2 separate regions of the Bicyclus anynana genome follow, and region 1 is linked to region 2. Evidence: chromatin contacts called from public Hi-C data. All regions are on one chromosome and are shown on one strand. Each heading gives the region's core, a stretch centred on a gene start, on an enhancer-like site or on the middle of the called end of the contact. The rest is flanking DNA. Distances are from core to core; before and after follow the strand shown. Region 1 holds the start of LOC112046830 (RNA-binding protein MEX3B). Region 2 overlaps LOC112046830 (RNA-binding protein MEX3B).

Evidence for each region. A called contact is a pair of places that touch in the nucleus more often than the background predicts.
Region 1: a contact with region 2 is called in a Hi-C map of whole body, with 2.0 times the contacts expected there. The contact joins the promoter of LOC112046830 here to the enhancer-like site in region 2. A contact is called at or near these places in 2 of 2 Hi-C or Micro-C datasets (whole body and whole larva).

Annotation. Positions count from the first base shown.
Region 1 is chr17:3,255,513-3,261,946 of ilBicAnyn1.1, reverse strand. LOC112046830 (RNA-binding protein MEX3B) reads left to right here and starts at 3,204. Exons shown (of 2, transcript XM_052886416.1): 1 at 3,204-3,587. The coding sequence starts at 3,344.
Region 2 is chr17:3,192,775-3,200,082 of ilBicAnyn1.1, reverse strand. The region is part of intron 1 of LOC112046830 (RNA-binding protein MEX3B); the gene reads left to right. Among protein-coding and RNA genes, the nearest start is that of LOC112046830, 62 kb to the left of the region's middle. Within about 2 kb of position 1,617, at least 8 of the 8 cell types and tissues checked have open chromatin away from gene starts, as enhancers often do.

The sequences.
Region 1 (6,434 bases), core at 1,955-4,454, 60 kb before region 2:
AAGTGAATGACGATATGGGGCATGATTTATCATACTTATTATGCTGAGGAAAATGTTAAGAAAAACACGCGTTATACTTGGTTGTGAGTCTGCATCCTTGAAACCTGCCTTCACCATCAGTCCAAACTCCTTTACTTACTTATCTTGAACGAGCCGTGATATCCTAGTGGACCTATGCTTTTGATTCGGAAGTCGTAAGTTCGAATCCGTTCCGGGACATGCACCTCGTTATGTGCAATTTAAGAAATTAATCACGTGTCTCAAACAGTGGAGGAAAACATCGTGAGAAAACTTATACACCTGAGGATTTTCTTAATTCTCTTCCTGTGTGAAGTCTGCCAGTCTGCATTGGACCTGCGTGATGGACTATTAGCATAACCCATTTCATTCTGAGAGGAGACTCGCGCTCAACGATGAGCCGGAAATGGGTCGTTAATGATGATGATGTACTTTACTAATCTTAGAGTAGGCTTATGAACTTTGAGCCTTCATAAAATGAAGTATGTTTGGCTACATCGCAGGCTTTTACTCCAATTACTGTTTTGATGTCATATCAACGATGGCACCATCGAGTGAGTACTAGGTATGTAGCAAGATGAAGATCTACCTGCATACATAATCAGTGGTACATATTAATTTGACGTCATTGCACATAGCACGTACGTAAGTTGTTGGTTCTCGTAGCACCGTACACGTAGTAAGTACATACACTCGTAGCTCGTAGCGGGGGAGGCGCGGTCAAGGCGATACAGTGACCTCTGACAGTTGAAACTGCAAACTGCAGGTGACTCCTACTTACTATTGACTCTTCATTATGCTCTGGTAAGGCCTCATTCCTTATATGAGAGGGTAATGGAGTTTAGATCCACCATGCCGCTTTAATATGGGCTGGTGATAATGTTTGACATTTAGAATTCGAGACACGATGAACTTCCATCAACTTCCCAAACCGGACTGAGACATATACAACAATACTTTACTGAACGAAAGGCTCAGTAGGTACCAGATAACACGACCCAGGACTCGACCCAAGGATCTCCTGATTCAAATAGGCTAACCATTGGACCAACGAAGAAGTTTTATGTAATGTACACGTTCAATGTCCATGTATTTTACAAAACTTTTTAGGGACATGTGGCGCATTGTGTATTCCCGCAGCTGGATAATATTTTTAGTGATGAACCCATGTTTCTAGTCATTTCATTTATTCTCAACCTATATTCGGCTCACTGCTGAGCGCAAGTCTCCTAACTTAATGAGAGGGGTTAGGCTAATAGTCCATCACACTGGCCCAATGTGGATTGGCAAACTTTACACACGCAGACAATTAAAATTCACACAACTGAAAAGTTGGAGGTGAATGCCCCGAACCGGATTTGAAGCCACTCCCTCAGGAATCAGAGGCAGAGGTCCACTGGGCTATCAAGGCTCTCGTTTTCCAGTGTCTGGGTGTATTTATAGATTATATAAGTATATATTATATATAGATTATATATATGATAAAATCCGCTATCTTAGTATCTTTGACACAGGCTATGCGTATTATGTAAGTAGGTATATTTATTTACTCATTTATTAATTGGTCAATTTTTTACTTGATAATTTTTTTGCAATGGCAATAATATTAAAAGCTCAAGTTATAATTTCTACTTGATCTGCCGCTAAGTATCATACAGTAACAAGTAACATACTTAAGAAATAAACAACAAAAACTTTGAAGCAATACTCGAACTTATAATAACAATAGTAACGGGCAACCCTAACTGCTTGTATAGTCAAAGAGTCTGAATGGCATCTTCAAAAGCTTTGTGAACAGAGGGTTTGTATAGTTGACTGCTGTTACCGGGCAGAGGTACCTACCTATCTACTAACTACCTACTACCTACTACCCGTGAATACAGTCACATGTTAATAGCTTTGAGCGGTAGGTATTTTATGGTCAGCATTACATACATTCAATCGACTCGGAGAGCGAATTTTCGAATCCAGTCCGGGACATGCACCTCCAACAGTTCAGTTATGAATATTATTATACAGCCGTGATAGCCCAGTGGATATGACCTCAGCCAACGATTCCGGAGGGTGTAGGTTCGAATCCAGTCCGGGGCATGCACTTTTAAGTTATGTGCATTTAAAAAAAATAAATATCACGTGAAACGTGAAGGGAAAATATCGTGAGGAAACCTGTACACCTGAGAATTTTCATAATTTTCTGCGTGTGTGAAGTTTGCCAATTCGCATTGAGCCAGCGTGGTGGACTATTAGCCTAATTCTTAGAGGAGAAATTCTTTCTAAGTTGGATAGATAAATTATTATTTATCGAAGTAAGCTATAGACTTGACATTTTTTTTAATATGATGATTTTGACATTATGTTAAAGTTTAATAGTTTAGGTTACAAGGTTGATTAATCTTAGAGGTCCAAAATTCAATTTTCGCTGGTATGTCTGTTACCTAGGTACCTATATTAAGCGCATTTTCGTGCAAAAATTATGTGTTGTTATAATAAGCCTAAAAATAATTCGACTTCTTGTTAGTCAAGTAGGTACTCACTTAGTTAGGTACTAAGTCGTAGGTATAGGTTTCTTTCTAAAATTTTCAGTTGCACGGAAAGCCGAGCACTTCAAGCTTAATATATCTTTGTAGTGTGTAGGTTACTATAATGTTTATTTTGAAATCAATTAATTTGATAATTCCGTCTACTAAGGTAGTTTAGGTACCTTTTACCGTACCGGGAAATTATTGATTCCCCATTACTTAGGTTTACTTTCCAATACAGTAGTCATTCATTGCAACATATTTATTTAAACTTCTAAAAACCTGATAAACTTTTGACTTCGAGTACCTATTTGATAAGTCGTCGTAGTAGGTCGGTCGTTTATCATTTAATCACTACTTACGAAGTGTCGACTGTCGAGCGCGGTATAATTACCTGCGATGTGTCAACGGCTAGCGTGGAGTGCGGTGCGGCGTGCGGCGTGCGGTGTGCGGCGGTGCGGCCGGGCGGCGTGCGGCGTGCGGACGTCGCGACGGCGGCAGGGCGGGCGGAAGCTGCGTCGCATCGCATCCCGCCCGGCGAGCGGCGTGCGGTGGCGCCCGGTGCAGCGCGCCCCCTGCCGCCACCCGCCGCCCCGCGCCCCGCGCCGCGCCGCCCCGCCCCGCGCCACGAGGCGCGTGCGCCCGCCGGCCGGCCGGCGACTCAGTTCACCGCCGCGCCGCGACTCGAGCATACGCGTGTTGCGTTACACGATCCCACGCGGCGAAACGATCGAACGCGGCTCCACCGTACAAGTGACTCGAGAGGGAACCTCTCGTAAACCGACAAGATTGCGTCTCAAGTGGAAATGCCGTCGAGCCTGTTCGGAGAGCTGGGCGGCGGTGGGCTGGTGGAAGACCAGCGCGCCTACGCGCTCGCACTGGAACTCAGCATGCTGAACTTTGGGGATGCCCTGCCGTCAGCGAACCCGCTGGCGAGCCCGCTCGGATTCGCGCCGCCGCCCGACGACCGCGCCAAGAAATCCCAGAACATGACGGAGTGTGTGCCCGTGCCATCTTCGGAGCACGTCGCGGAGATCGTCGGCAGACAAGGTAGGCTCCCCGCACGTGCGCCGGCTTGGAGGTTATGTTCGATCTCCGAGCGGCGTTCGAGACAATTTTGTTTGTTTACCCGCATCGCAGTCACCGAGTGCCGCAAGTCCGCAGTCTCGGGCGCTGTACTTCGTAGCTGTAACTTTCATGCCGTAGATCGTAGCTTGGTAACGTAGGCGAATATACGTAGAAATCAAATAGACCGTGCATAATGAATAAACGATTGTGCATAGTGATTTCCCATGGTGCAGGCGGTCCTAAACGAAACGTCTCGATGCCACAGTGCGGCGAACGCCCGACCGATTGCTCTGTGAAAAAACTACGATCTCCTAATTAAAAGGCAGGGCCGAACAAAAAATTAGACCCTTAGGGATGTTGGTAGTTTTTCTGAAGAGTATCGTAAAAAATTCCGACAAAGCGGTGAACGCCGCCTTATCTGGGACTAATTTTTTGAAATGTGCACCGGATTTGCGAAAAAAACTAATTGCACGGTCGTTTGGTGAGATTCTTTCGTGAGTTATTTTCTCCACGTTAATGGCGTATCGTGTAGTTGCGGTTTTTATAGCTATCTACCCTCGTATCAATCATTAGTTCCACGCATATTTTTTCCATGCACCTTTTGCTATTTTTATTTTATAGGTTATTCATGCATGCTGCGAAAATGGAGCGTCTAACTATACCTAACATACGAGTAGCATTTATTAGTTCGTAGGTATGTACCTACTTATGTTACCTACCTACATAGTTTCTTTAAGTTACGTAGGTAGGTAGTAGATATTTCTATTAGTAAAGATTTACGATACAGACGAAAGTTCAGATAAAAAGGAAGGGTAGGTGGGTCCTACCTACCCGCGAACTACGAGTTTAATGTTGGCCACTGACGAAAAAACGGATCGTGTGTTGGTCGCGATGTGCATGTCATGATGCCGATCGCGACGAATACGTTACGATCAGTTTTATCGGACGTCAAGCCGTTAGCACTGCAGGCATGTGAAATTAATTGATCGTCAGTGGCTGACATTACGTTGTTTTAAGGTAGATGTAGGTACTTACGACAAAGAATAAGATCCCTGCGTACTGTATTTCTTGTAGGTATTTGGATTGTAAAAAAATGCTTTGCTTTTACCGAAGTTACCCATTCGCTATTTTTATAGTAGGTATTTAGGTAACTAGATACCTAATCCACGTGCAAGAGTGTGGTACGTGTAGGTAACTAGGTTATCGTTTGTTGCTACAGCTTGGGCCCACCACGCTCTAATACGTTGCAGCAAGCTTAGGGGCGTGGGCAGTGATAAAAATATCGAAACCATCCCCTTAACACTATTTCGATATATTTTCACTCCCATATCCCTAAGCGCACTGTAGACTTAATGATACTTGAACGTGTGTTGCTGTCATTAGTTTGTTAAATGTAGTTTTAAGTGTAACTAGGTAGATAGGTGGTACCTAGGAATTGAAAAAAAATACCACCAACATTTACCTTATTAATCATTTATTGACCTTCTAGTAAACCAGTTTCTTTTGTTAGCTGTAGTTTTCGAGTGTTTTATTAACTTAATTACCGAATTTTATCAGACGTACGTAGGTAGGTAGGTACATTTGCATTTATTGTGATCCTATTCTAGGTTTCAACCTACTAAAATACCTAAAGTTGCAAAATGTATTAGTAGGTCTTCTATTTTCGGATAATAGTTTAGATTTGGCTGTAATTGTACTGATAGATATGTTTGTGTGAAATTACAGGAGCGTTAGCAAAACAGTAACATTTTTGTAAAATATCTTCTGTCTGTAATAATTTAACAACGCATTTCTGTGGTGCTGACGGTCCTCTAGTTTTCATACGAATCTACATATACAAATTAGTCCAACGGTTAGCATATGCGGCTTCGGACCATTAACTTAAGGGTTCAAGTCCGTATTTTGTATTTTTCTTCTATTCAATTCTCAACAGCAGATTCTGTAAATCCAGTGACTCAGAGATCACGGTAAGCCTTCGATCTATGATATTATCATTAACATCTTATAGTGAACGTTACGCTAGCTACACACGATCATGTTAACCGCCTAGTCTAGCTGGCCTATTCACTAATTTGGTATTTATTAACAAACCTATTAAAATCAACTGAGAAATGTCATCTACATACTGTTGATTACAATATGTACGAAGGGTTGTCAGTAGGCAGCGGATGAAATTTGATAAATACAATCTCAATTTCGTACTAACACGCCTACAAATCGTATATGTCAAAATTAGTGAATTAGCCTGCAGAACCCTTAGGGATGCAGTTAAAATTTTAAAATATGGAAACCATACGAAATTATTTCCCTGCTACAAGCTTAAGCATCCTGCAAACTCAACGATAAACTTGATCGTGTGTGGCTAACATTGTGGAATCAAACATCACTAAGCCCACCAGGCACTAACCCCACTAGGAGTAGCGTAGTGGGTCCAAACCATAGAAGTTGGCATGCATATTGTATAGGCAATCTAAAGTGTTTTTCAGATAGCATGGGTTTTTTTTTAGATCGCAGCAAACTTTCATTAGTGAAACGAGCTATCACCTGCACCATCCTACATGAAACGAATTGTAAAATAATAAAATATATTTTGAACTCCACTTGGGTACTAACTACGAGGTACCTACACGTGTAGGTCAAACATAGCGAGTAACTTTTGTATAACTTCCTATGATCGAAATTGTTTGTTGAACAATTTCGATGTATGAACTTTGTACACGTGTACAAAACCGATGACAGTACCTAGTATTTGTATTTCCGTTTCAATTTTAGAATTCGTCCATTCGTCCAGGTACGAGTTTCTGTTTGTTCTTTTTTCTGTCGCTATTT
Region 2 (7,308 bases), core at 368-2,867:
GTCTAAAAGTTCAAAGCACTCCAAAGACCTTTACTACGCAAACTATCTTCAAAATCGTGTCCAAGTAGCCAATTATAATTACAGATAAAATCGTATGATGTTTTCGGTCTTAGAAGTAGATCGTCATGTCAATTTCCTTGAACATCAAAATTTGCGCATAAGTTATGTAACCTTCTAGCTTTGACCTCACGTATTCGCGATCGTTGAGGCGGAAACGCGGAGTCAAATTTTTGTTCGCGCTATCGGACACTATATCAACAACTGAGTTCATGGTGGCCTAGTACAGCGGTCATCTCAATATTAATATGTATATAGAAATGTAACACTCTTGCGCTTTGTCTTGAAGCCTAATATTGCGTGAGACTTAAAATAATCGTGACTATGTTGTTCATAAGTCGCCTCACATTCCTCAAGAATACCTAAAGCAACTTTGATTTTTCGCCGACGCAAATAAAAACGTGCTATCGTTATTTTTCTAGACACAGACAAAAAACGCACATTTGTCTAAAAAGTTCACTACATATTTTAAAAAAGAACAATTCGTTTTCATTAAAGGTCTATGTCACGGCTGGCCCGGGTTGATCAACCGATAAGAAATTTTATCTTGTAAAGTAAATCCCGCCCCACGAAAATATTACAAACATTGCGTAACAAACAACCAAAAGAAGTTTTAATTCCGTTTTACTTTGATTTTCGTCTTTCCGTAACATTTATAAAATCACTAAAATAAATTACTCAAAATACCTCTATTAGGTTAAAACATGTTTATATGTCATTAATTAACACGTAATTAGCACAATTTTTTTTAAACATTCGAACCTAAGCATGTAAAATGTGTCTTGACATAAAACCTTATTCTGAGAAAGCATAGAGGATACAACCTACGTGAATAGGACGTTAGTAGAGTCATAGAGCAGCTGAACAATGGAAACGAACTAGGAATTCAGAATATTATTATTAGAAGGAAGCGCCCGCAACACCCAACTGTTTTACAAGTACCAGGCGTTTATGAGCTATCAGGAGCTCGGTAACCGGCGAGGCGATTAGGAGCGCACCGTGAGAGCTGGCGGCAGGCCAAGCGGGCCAGTACATTCACCCATAAGAACACCTCGTAAAAGATAATTAACGATTGTTTTTACGCGTATACGCCACGATACTTGAAACAATTTGACTGTTACTTTACTCAGCGTGCCTTATCATTGTACGAAACCGCCGATTTGTTGACTTTGCGGGCGCGGTGACAAATTCGATGCTAATTCAGCCTTGGCCTTGGACATAAAGTTTTTGTCTCCGGTTGTAATATTATTGCCGATCCTGAATTCTGTTATAATACATACATCCATAATACGATTAAAATAGTAAAACCGCTGATGCTATTAAACGGACTTTAAACTCTTTAAACTTCGTTAAGAAGTGCATAAAATTAACACGTTCGAATATATCTTAGTTTGCTTTTGACACCACCATTAGCCATGCCTCCAATACTATTGACCTAATATCACAAATCTCTTACGTCATGGATGTAACCGTAAAATCGTTTACACGAATATAGCCCTTGCTGTCTCAATCTCACGATACACTTTCGATTGCTGAGTGTGTACTTAAACATACCAAGTACGTAGGAATACGTAATTTCACACCTGATTCATAACTGCGGAGATCATTGAACTACCCATAAATAAGAGCGCGATCACTGAAACGAACTAAAATTAGATAACTACTCTGAGTACATTAAGGTAAAAATACGCAACCAAAAAACGGCCGCGAAACTATAGAAAAAATAATCAAGTAGCGAAACGAGGAACGACATTTGTCAAGGTCGATTATATTAAGTTCAAATCCACAATTTTTTGATAGAATTTTACCCAAAGTTATTTTAATACTTAAAGTTCGAAACAATAGTTTTCTTTTCTATAGATGTTTTGTTATATGGCTTAAAATCATTATCAAAGAAGAAAATCTGTTTTACGTTTTATTAATTTAGCTACTTTAGAAGGACATGTTACAAAATAGGATGGACGGAGGAGGGGATTTGTGGACACAAATAATTGAGTGCCCCATTCAGACCGCGTATTTGGGTCAAACAACCTGAAAGGCTGTCACAGCGTTTCATATTTTCGTATAATTGAAACTTCTTATGGACATGTGCTCCCGGTATTTCGTCATGTAAACATGTTGTAATTAATTCTAGAAGTGGTCTTCACCCAACCATTATTCAACCAACCTTATCATCGTCATCATTAACAGCCTATATTCGGCTCACTCTTGAGCACGAGTCTCCTTTCTGAATAAGAGGGATTAGGATAATAGTCTACAATGTTAGCCCAATGCGGATTGGAAGTTTTCACACACGTAGAGAGCTAAGAAATTCTCAGGTGTTCAGGTTCCTCACGATGTTTTTCCTTCACCGTTTGAGACACGTGATATTTTATTTCTTAAAATGTACATAACTGAAAAGTTGGAGGTGCATGCGGCGGTCCAGATTCGAACCTACGCCCTCCACAACGAAGGCAGATGTCATATACACGGGGCAAGTAATCCAAAAAGACTTCAATACTGACGAATTCGTGGGCGTCCGCCATTTATTAATACGAGTACAAGCGGCACAGGAAATATTCGTTTCATCGCTCGTAACGTGTCTCGTAAAGCATAGCGTATGAAACCTCGCGAATTTATTGAGTGTACTCGTGTCCAGACAAAAATTTATGTGTCATTGTATGCAATTGTAGCGTCATTGACAACGGGGCTGAGGACTCGTTTGTGATGATTTTGACGCCTCTCAAAGTAAAAATCTCTGGTGTAAACCGACAAAAAATGCCGTCAATTTTAGCGATACTATTCCATTCGTTCGTTATCAACCCATATTCGGCTCACTGCTGAGCTCGACTCACCTCTCAGAATGACAGGAGTTAGGCCAATAGTCCACCATCAATAGGCCCGATGCGGATTGGCAGACTTCACACATGCAGAGAATTGAGAAAATTCTCTGGTATGCAGGTTTCCTCACGATGTTTTCCTTCACCGTTAGAGACACGTGATATTTATTTTCCTAAAATACTTACACATAACTGAAAAGTTTGAGGTGCAGGCCTGGACCGGATTCGAACCCACACCCTCCGGAATCGGATTTAGAGATCATATCCACTGGGCTATCACGGCTCATACAATTTCGTTATTATAAAGATATTCTATACAAAGAAAAATGAATTATTATCACTCTGAACCCTGAAATATTTAAAAAGACGTTCCTGTATTTTTCAAGCAATTAATTTGTCTGTGTCAATTAATGTGTCATTTGATAGGACAGGACTTACTTATCGGTAGGATCGCCTCAAAACACAAATCTCCAAAACTGCTGTTGGGATTTTTATGCGGTTTTGATAATAATTTGATACAGAATAATTATCATCTTCGATTTATAAACATCGTCAAAAACCATGGCCAAAGTCGCTATTGTATCACTAGTTTTACAATAAATTGTGAGGCCATAGACCTATCCTAATAGGGGCTCACTGATGACGTCACAGTGTCTCAAAGGTGTGCGGACGCAAGGCCGCGAAATGATCTTGACCGTTAACTTTGAATATATCGCGAATCTATTGATGGCTGTTAGATCATAATTAGCATAAACTCAATAAAATGAACAATTTTACATAATTCACACGTTTGACAAATCAATACAATATAAATAAAATTTAAGCGTCCGTCTGTGATTTCCAAATAACTGTGTTATCTCAAGTAGTTATAAGTTACTAACGGACCCGGTCAAGCTTCGCTTTGACTCATTCCCTACCCCCATTCTATTCTACTACCACCCTACCCCTATACCTACCCTACTCTACTCTACCCTAACTCTACCCCTAGGCAACCCTATCTCTACCCCTACCATATCCCAACCCTACCCCTACTGTACCCTACTCAACCCCTACCCTCAAATACATTAAAAGCGGTTCGTTTGTGTTAAAAAATTTGCTTTATGGCTTTGGTTTTTTTACTTGTTTTAAGAAAAAAAATCTCCATTTATACTTTTAGTTGAATTATTAATGTCGGGCCGCCGCCAAGGTTAAATGGTAGCTCCAACTCACGTCTACATTACTCGTTTGTCGAAATGTTAAAAGATTTCATTGACACCAGATGCTAATGTAGCTAAAGGATACAAAAAGATAATAAGTATAATAATTATATCCTTTTATAAATGGCTTTAATTTTCTTCAAATGAACTAGCTTTTTCCATCGATTCTGTTATAAATTTCTGATTTTAGCTTCTCTCTTACCTTCATAAACTGATTTTCAGTGTCGTGCACTTCTTAGATGAAAAATGTTGGTTACGATTTAACTTACCGACTTTACCATAGATTTCAAAAATGCTTTTACTATTAGAAATTTACACTTTATTCATCCACTGAATCGATTTGCCACATTCTATAGGCCCTGGGCCTATAGTGGGCTGTTAAAATAGGCTTAACAATGATGAATAAAAAAAAATATTTATTTATAAAACGGTGTTCTTTTCCGAGGTTGTTCGTGCTTTTATCCCCGAAGGCAACGCGTCCGCGACGGTGAAGGGCGCTAGATGTCACCTAGAGAGAACCTTGTCATTCTTTACATACGGGGTGCTCTTCTGGGCTTACTTTCCATTTTTATTTACTTTTAAATTGACGACTTGTTTACGCTGCTTGATTTTTTAAATTTCCACTCAATACAAGAACAGTTTAGGAATTTTCCGTTTTATCAATAAACTCACAGGTTTGAAGTAATTTTGCCAGTTTCAAGTTCATAATCATCATTATCAACCCATATTTACTACTAAGCTTGAGTCTCCTCTCAGAATGAGAAGGGTTAAGCCAATAATTCACCACGCTGACCCAATGCAGGTTTCCGCAGGATGTTTTTCCTACACCGTTCAAGACGATATTTAATTTCTTAAAAATGTGTACAATTAAGAACAACCTAAAACAGTCAGGTGACAATATGAAGGCAAAAAAATATCATACACAATTCCTGCAACAGCTGATGTTATCAGCCACAATAAAGTGACGTCACAAGTACATTAGGTATTTTTGAATCCGGTTAATTTGGGGTGTATGTCCCCATTCAGAGATGTTTAATACCCACATTGTTCTAGGTCACCTACGTGTGCAGAATGCTCATGTGGTATATTAAAATAACTAGTTTGGCTGGCTTAGACAAATCGTTGATGACTATCTGATAAACATAAGAAATGAGCTTATTTTTTACTCATTGTAATTTGTAACTGACGACCTCTCTGCCGCGGTTAGTAATGCTGGGCTTCTAGACAAAAATGTCGTTGGATCGACTCTCAGCTGGGGTCAATTTTTAATTTCACATTTGCTCAGGTTATAAATCAAACAACGTAACATTATTCGTCATTAACAACCCATAATCGGCTGACTGTTAAGCACGAGTCTCCTCTCAGAATGAGATGGGTTAGGCTAATTAATAGTCTACCACGCTGGCCCAAAGCGGATTGGCAGACTCTAGGGAATTAAAAAAAATCTCAGGTTTCCTGAAGATGTTTTCTTTCACTGTTTATGGTACACGTGATATTTAATTTCATAAATGCGCATACCTAAAAAGTTGAAAGGTGCATGCCTCGTACCGGATTCGAACATACGACTTCCGAATCGAAGGCAGAGGTATATCACGACTCAACATTATATTTGTTAAATCATATCCAAAGACAAGATGCGGACCTGGGTCTTTTAAAATTTTTCAAGTCGTATAAATTTAAGTACTGCGTAGAAACGTCAGCATAAGTTAACAAATAATTCAATGCTATTTATTAATAAGGAAAAAAAGGGTTTAACAATCGAAAACATCTGAAGAATTTACCTGTGAAATGACTCAGGGGCTTCAAATGTATCAGGTTTTGAATCTGTTACCGACTTCACGGTCCCACGGGAGCGTGTGTACACGGTCAATATTTCTTTTAAACGGAACTTTAAACGCAACCTTACGATTTAGGTGATAGAGTTCATATTTCGACGATCAATTTAAGAATTTATTAAGCTAACAAAACATTGCTGTAGACTGTACGTGACTAAAGCCCAATATGCAAATGTGGTTTTGGAAAATTCACATTTTTATTTATTGCTTTATTTTATAGTAAGTCAAAATTTCCGGTATGTTTTTTCGGATATTGGTAAATACGGTAATCTACAACCTGACAACCTTTTTTAACTTTTTAAAGACACGACGTACTGCAATGTATTAATGCATTGCATATATTTTTTTGCAGATTGCAGATGTATACACAATTATACACAGTTAATCTTTAAATGTTATTAAAAATATCAAGGACTTGGAATGTTCTAATGAAGTCTTTTAAATTTTTATAATAAATAAATCTAATTTTGGGAATAAAAGATTTGGTAATAAAAGCGACCAAATTAATTCAAACATTCACTCGTTGCCTCGAGCCCTAGACGAAAATATGGCCTGCCAAAAGCACATAAGGTACTTAATTATGTAATATTAATGAATTTTACAGTCGATAGTATCTTCCATAGCATTTATAGGTCACGTCTATTCATTACAAATTGTTCTGTAGGTTTTACGCAGATAAGATTATGTTTGCCTGGTACATCATCAACATCGCTGCACTGCATATTGTAGTTACTGTAGTTCTAGTACATCAGCCTGTATTTTTTGAAGTACCTTTCATTAATTAAGAGGTACCTCAAAAATACTACAAAAGAAACCGAGTCAAAAAACCAATTTGTTCATCAAGCAGCACCTGATGCAGCAGAAAGGTGATTCTGCTCTTCTAAATACTGTTTTTTCGTAATACGCAATAAACTTTAAAAACGACGTGGGTGTGTATTTCAAATTTGAACCCAATTTTAGTTAAAAGATTTAAACTAAACAGTTCCGACATCTTTATATTGATTAAATGCGACAGATTTGCACCCAACGGTCTGGCGTAGGTTATTCAGACGCCTTCACCAGTTTTTGTGCTCTCACCTTGCGTTGACTTATCTATATCGACATGAATATAAAATGGTTCATATAATAGGTACTCTTTGTTTTAAGCGTTTATGTAATCATTTTGTTACTTAATTTCATGTCTTAAATGATACTCGATACTTTGATTTCTCGATTGCATGTAGCTAATTCAGCTATTAACTTTGAACTAAACTGAATTGACAGTTTGCTTATCTGCGAAGTGTTTTGTTTTGGAAATTGATACTAATGTTATAAAGTGGTAAATTTGGTAAGTAACCTCTGTTACTACTGAACGGATTTAAAAAAATATTTTACCAATAGAATCCCGTATTCTCACGGGAA